Linked DNA regions of Macaca mulatta: region 2 is linked to region 1. Evidence: chromatin contacts called from public Micro-C data. All regions are on one chromosome and are shown on one strand. Each heading gives the region's core, a stretch centred on a gene start, on an enhancer-like site or on the middle of the called end of the contact. The rest is flanking DNA. Distances are from core to core; before and after follow the strand shown. Region 1 has its middle 150 kb from the start of SLC39A10. Region 2 holds the start of SLC39A10 (solute carrier family 39 member 10).

Region 1 (3,353 bases), core at 477-2,976:
GCTCTGTGTCTAGCTAAAGGATTATAAACGCACCAATCAGCACTCTGTAAAATGGACCAATCAGCAGGATGTGGGCAGGAGCAAATAAGGGAATAAAAGCTGGTCATTTCAGCCAGCAGCAGCAACCTGCTCAGGTCCCCTTCCACGCTGTGGAAGCTTTGTTCTTTCGTACTTCACAATAAATCTTGCTGTTGCTCACTCTTTGGGTCGGCACTACCTTTATGAGCTGTAACACTCACCATGAGGGTCTGCGGCTTCATTCCTGAAGTCAGTGAGACCACGAACCCACCGGGAGGAACAAAGAACTGTGGACACACCACCTTTAAGAGCTGTAACATTTCTCCCCTACCTTTAGGCTACTTCAATCCAACCTCATGGGATTTTTTTTTAATTAATGAAATTTGACAGTCAAGAGTCACTTTTTACTAACAGAGAAAGAGAAGTTAGAGAGGAAAGTGATTTCTGTGCTTGGGGATACAGACATTCTCCAGTCTGGCTGAAAGGTTATTTTCTTCACTTATTTTTCCTTCACTAGTCATTTTCTCCTTTCAAATAATTACATGAATAAACAAGTCATTCAGTTACAGCTTAACTCAAATTTTTATGTAATAAAAAAATGGAATTACATGTTAAAATTCTCCTCACTGGTCTTGAAAAAGCAAACAGGATCTCTCTAGGAAATTTAGCAGTCAGCTATACATTTTTATAGCTGCAAAGATACTGGTATAATCTCTTTGGTATTACCCAAATAAGAACCATAGAGCTGAGTAATCTACAAGATTTAACTAAAAACATATTATGTCCCACTGGGACTTTTTTCCACATCACAGATGTAAGCCTTGTAAAATGCAGAGCATTTAGTAAAATTTTGGTTCAATGTTAACATCACAGTCTGTGAACCATTTTGCAAGATTTGGTCCAGACAACAATGATAATAAAGAAGACCTTCCATCTGTAATTTAACAAAGTACAAGAAATAATTACCACTAAATTGTTGTCTCAAATAAAGTACATATAAATACTGTTCAATATGTTTATTATTATATATACAGTACTTCAGGAACAATACTTACACGAACTTAACATCTTAACATCTGAGACACTATATAAAATTGCTAAAAATCATTGAACACTGGAGAATGTATGCCCACCCACCCCCAACAGAATGATGTTCAATATTGAACAAGTGTCATATTATACAATACCATTTACCCATACTAGTTGAGAGAAGCAGAGATCATTCAAAGGACACTAGCCAAAGCCTTTATACTTAATTGTAAGGTTATTGTAAGAAGTTTCCCCATAAAATTACTTTTCTTGAAATATTCTATTTAGTTTCGAAGACGAAAATTTTTCAGACATCAATTTGATTTCACCTGTATTTCTAGTCATTCGTATAACTTTCTCTCTCAAAAAGAAAAAAAAAAAAAAAAAAAAAAACCTTAATTTCTTTTTTATGTCAATGTTGTTCACTAGGTGTTATTAATCCTTAATGTGTTAATCATCTTCCTTAGGATAATGTTCTCAACTCTTCGTTAGAAAAAGAGTCAGTTCTCCAATTACCAAAATTAATTCTTAGTATACAACACATTCTTAAGTCAGTTGATTTGATCTTGGAAATAATGTCCCCAGAGAAACAATCTTATAAGTGGTGGTTTTGTTCCCAGCCCAGATTATACAACCAACATAAAATGAAATTCACTACAGCATCTTTCCACCAAGTGTGGTGCTTTTTAGTGGTTAAGCACATCCGCTCCTCCAGGTAGGGGTTAGAAACACAGTTGTCCCAGCTTCATAGTGAGAGCAGAGAATTTCTGCTCTGGTCACAGTAGCTCAGAGTGGGGATCCAAGGATGTCCAGGGGCAGGCTGCTCTCCCGGGAGCTGCCCCCATGAAGGAGCTCATTGCTGGGAGCAAAGGGATCCTCAACCAAGGGCTTCACAGCTGCTTCTGCTCTGCTCCCCGTAAAGAAGGCTCTCCAAGCAGCAGCCCAGGAGACTCTTTGCAGTGAAAACTAGATCTTGTGGCTTTTCATATCAAAACTCTCCAAGGTTTCCCACCACACTTTGAAAAATAATTCTAAGTCCTTAACCAGACCTGCATGATCTCGCCCCTGGCTGCTTCCCTGGTCCATTTCCTGGCAGTCTTCCCCGCCTCTCCACCCCACTCACTCTGCTCCTGTCACTCTCACCTCCCTGTAATTTTTCAAACATTTCAAGCATGTGCCTACTTCAAATCCTCCATCCCTGCTGATTTCTTTACCTGGAAAGCCCTCATCTAAGAGGAGACATGGCTGACTTCCTCACCGAATCTCCATCTCTGCTCTAATGTCACCTTCTTGGAGGAAGAGATCTTCTCTGGTGGCCACAAAATAGCATTCCAGACACAATCGATTGTGCCACTTCATTTTTTATCACAGCACTTAATACTCTCAGAATCATATTATATATTTGCTTATCTTCCTTAGGATACTGTAAGCCCCATTAGGGCAAGAAATTTTTTTTACCGCTTTATTTTCTTAAACAGTGCATTGCTTATAGTACACATTTCACCATATGTGTTACATAGATGAATGAGCAGTTTCACTGCTCATTCAAAGAACATTTCAAAGAAAATATCCACAAATCACAAGCCTAAAGTTAAAATTGGCCTCTATCACCTCAAAATTTACCAGCCAATCCCAGAGAATGGTTGTTGGCCATACAATAACTAAACATTTCTCTGAACAAAGAAAAGTCTGGAAAATTGACAACCAGCGATTTTTTAAATGAGAGTATGGAAACTTTTGTCTTATCACTTTGTGCCCTGATTGTAACCAGAAACGCAAATTGCTATCTAAAACTGCACTCTCCCCACTCCTATATATTTTCCAAATTGTGCATATCTATATAGTCTTCCAAAGTTCTTGGCTGAAATGGCAGTTACTTAAAGCTACTGGAATTCCCGATGCAGCATCTTCGCCTTCATCACACTGCAGCCTTTAAGGCTTAGAGAGACACATTATTCTCAACAGGAGTGAGGACTGCTAATGGTGGAGTGACAGAATGTTAAACCTGAGACACCTAAGAAGCTATTTAATCAGCTGCCTAAATTTATATATAAGCAGATCAAGACCCAAAAACAAGAAGCCACTGATGAACATTTACTATTTCATTAAACACTTTTATAAAAAGGTTTTGTTTATAAGACATTATTTACCATTTTCCCCATTTTTGTTGATTTACAAGGGTCTTAGTTTCATGCTGCTATAACAGAATATCACAGACTGAGTAATTTATAAGGAAGAGAAATTTATTTCTCACAGTTCTGGAGGCAGGGAAGTCTAAGATCAGGGCGCCAGCATCTGATGAGGGA
Region 2 (3,382 bases), core at 359-2,858, 150 kb after region 1:
AATCTGAGGACCACAGCCGTTGTCTCACATTTAGTGGCAATGGTGAGACTTGAAACTAGGACTCAGGCTTAATCTCTTTCCTCCACACGTCAGCACTTCTCCCTTTGTAAGCAGAAGTGAGGTTCATGCCCTGGCTTTGAAACAAGGAAAAGGGCATATGAGTAGTTCAGTGTTCTGAACTACGCATGGCAATCAGTAGGCATTTATTAAGCACAATTTTCGTTGTTTTGATATTTTTTGTAGAGATACAAAACAAAAAATAATCTTCTTTCATGAAGGTATAATATGCAGGTTAGCGGGACTACCTAGCCGTCCATACTGAATGGGTTTGGAAATCACAACTCTTTTCTCTACCTGCTCTGTGATACCAGGCAAGTTAAAGATTTGTGTGCCTCAGTTTCCTACCTCACCGTATTATGGGGATTAAATTTATATATATGTAAAACACTTGGGGAGTACTTGACACATAGTGAAGCCTGCGATTACTGCTGTTCATGGTTTTATGTTCTCTACTAGACACCAGTAAGGCACCCCCATAACTCGCTCTATTAAGTAGATTCTGGTTGGATATAGAAACCCAGGCACCCCAGGCGGAATGCAGATAAGCCTCAACATGTGGATTAAGAGCCAGGAAGCAGAGTAATGAAGCAAAAGATGTCCAGAGTCACCTTTTAAGAAAATGTGGGTTGGTGGTTGCTTAAGAGGGGAGGAGACAATTTAGATGAGAGGTATGGTGCGAGCAAAGGGCAAGAATGAGCACGGTGTAGGCACAAGTCCATGGAACTGCTTGGCCAGATCGGGATTTCTTTTCTCATAGAGTGTTAAGAAATAATAAATCAATTGAGGAGTAGAGGGGTGAAGACCTTGGAAAGTTACCAAAAGCCTCGAGAATTTGTCTAAATGCGTGACATGTTCTCAGGACTCAACTCTTTCTTTCTGGCTTGGAAGACCCGCAGTAAGTGTGGTCTAGAATTAAATGGGTGGGAGGGGAGCTAGGCAAAACACCTCGCACTTAGCACTAAATAAAGTTCGCTGTCGCCCTAAGAGATTGAAAAGGTTTCTTTAACAAAGGGGGCGGGATTAACTTAACGTAGATGTTTAACTCGTATACAGATGAACATTCCAGATGCTCACTCTGAAGCTTTTTGGCTACAGCATTTGGGTTTAGAGCTTCCATTACTCATCCGACTCGCCCAAGGCCTCAGCAACCGACGTTCTAAAGCCAGGAGAAAAGGCGAATGATAAAGGGCGCTCCACGCATGCGTTAAGAAGCTGCCCCAACTCCCCCGCGGCGTTCTTTCTTGGAACAAAACTAGCGCGGAGACACGGAACTCCGCAGTTTGCGTATACTTGAATTTCCTATTGCTCGGACGATCCGTGTGGAATCCGTGAGTAGTGCGGCTCCTTTACGCAACTGGCGTTATCCGAAGTGAATAGCTAGGTGGCGCGTGTACGCCCATAGCGTAGCACCCATAGGCGGACGGGGTGCGGCTGCGCAGGGAGCTGAGTGGCCCTTGTACGCCGCTAGCGTAGCAGGGTGTCTGACGCGCGGGTTTCTGCGACGCAGTTAGCGCAGTCGGCTTTGGTGAATACACGATTTGGTGCAGCCGGGGTTTGGTACCGAGCGGAGAGGAGATGCACACGGCACTCGAGTGTGAGGTAACTATAAAACCCCGATTTGTTTACATTCCCTCCCCCAGAACCGGCCCCGTGCGCGGCGGAGACTGCGAGTCCCGGGACGGCGCGGGGGTAGAAAGGGAGAACAGAACCGGGGAGTCGGGGCTGGGTCCCTCGGGGATGCGGGCGCTGGGGTTCCGCGGCTGCTGCAGTCGGCGGCAGCGAGCCGAAGCAGAGCGCGTGGTGGGCAGCGTGTTGGGCGTCTCGGCTCCTCGTGTGCGGTCTGGGCTGCTGCGGGCCGCGGGATCGGGAGCCGGCGGCGTCCGCTCCGCGTGCGGAGCCTCGCGCCCCCCTCACCCTCCTGTGGAGGTTGGCTGAGCCTCGCGGGCCGCGCCCGGGGTGGGGGAGTGACCGCTGGGCGGGCGGCGGCGGTTAGGGGGCTGCGCGCCGGCCGCGGATGGCGTCGCCGGCGCGGGCGGGCAGGTCTTCGGGGGCTTGGCGACCAAGCGACCCGGTTTCTTCCTGTCTAGTCGTCCTCTCTGGTGTATAATGGGGCCAGGGGACCCCGGGATGGAGCCTCGGCGCCGCTGTTCCGGACCGAGGCTAACGGACGGCGGCGCCTCTGCTCCTACTAGTTTTCTCCCGGACCAACCGAAAAGCCGAGGCGGAGCGCGGGGTAGTGAAGATCTCGGCCTGTTGGGGGTCCCTGGAGCTGAGGGCAAGGGTGGGGCCGGGTCGGTGGGACAGGCCGGGTGGGCCGGAGGTGGCGCGGCAGCTCGGCTTTGTTCCGGAAAGCCCTTAGGTGGAGAGCAATGTGGGGCGCGGCAGAGGGAGCGTGTAGAGGAACCTTCGTGCACAGCCTCTCCGGGTCTGGAGATCTGCTGAACTCCTTGCCTCTCTTGGGGTCCCCCGAACGCCCTAGCTAAGAAGGGCGGGGGGCCTTGCCAGGGCAGGAGCGACATGACGTTCAAGGTTTTCCTGTGGCTTCTGTAAAGAAATGTTCACGTGGGAGCTTGTCCACATGGGCTGTACTAAGGATCTGGCACGAGGAAGAAATATCACTGCAGAATCTGAAGCCCTCCGTTGGAAGGGTCGTTCTCTCGAGTACCTATTCTAAGTGACAGTGACACAAAACACATGTTAGAAAAAAGCAAAAAGGATGGTAGGTTATACTGGTTTTCTTAAAAAAACTTTAATTTATGCTTTTTGCTGTTAAGTCCTCTAATTTCACATTGGAACTGAGTCATTCTTGGAGCAAAACTAGAGTGTAATAGATTTACATTTCCTTTGTGTTTTCTTTTTCGATATGTATCTAAATTGTACATAATTAAGAACAAGCAAGTAATGGAAAAGCTGGAGATGTAGAATTTAGTTCCTTCTAACTTAGTATGCAATTGAAAGCCTCAACTCGAGACTCCTGTGTATTGTTTTATATTAGGACTCTTGTACAAATATTTGAGAACCTTAATATGAGTTAGTTACTTTTTCTAGATCTTGGGGATCCATGCCAGACAACGCACATTCTACAGACACTGGTTACTCCAGTGGCTCCTTACTGGAAACAGATACATAATATCAGTGATAAGTGCTGTGAAGAAAATAAAACAACGATGTGCTGGTAGGGATTTTTAACTTTTTTGTGTGATGAACCACAGAATGATGGTTTTAAATGTATGAAATACATAGAATTGCAACAAAAACCAGTTGGAATGAAATACTTAATGAAGATATTAAATATGACATCTATGTGTCAGTAAAGCATTAG

The links. A called contact is a pair of places that touch in the nucleus more often than the background predicts.
Region 2: a Micro-C map of CD4 T cells shows a contact between it and region 1, with 5 times the contacts expected there. The contact joins the promoter of SLC39A10 here to the enhancer-like site in region 1. A contact is called at or near these places in 2 of 14 Hi-C or Micro-C datasets (CD4 T cells and liver).

The regions. Positions count from the first base shown.
Region 1 is chr12:100,464,140-100,467,492 of T2T-MMU8v2.0, forward strand. No RefSeq gene overlaps it. Among named protein-coding and RNA genes, the nearest start is that of SLC39A10, 150 kb to the right of the region's middle. Within about 2 kb of position 1,727, at least 3 of the 40 cell types and tissues checked have an H3K27ac peak or open chromatin away from gene starts, as enhancers often do. A contact at or near this core is called in CD4 T cells, where this site is marked.
Region 2 is chr12:100,618,458-100,621,839 of T2T-MMU8v2.0, forward strand. It overlaps SLC39A10 (solute carrier family 39 member 10), which reads left to right and starts at 1,609. Exons shown (of 10, transcript NM_001260918.1): 1 at 1,609-1,659.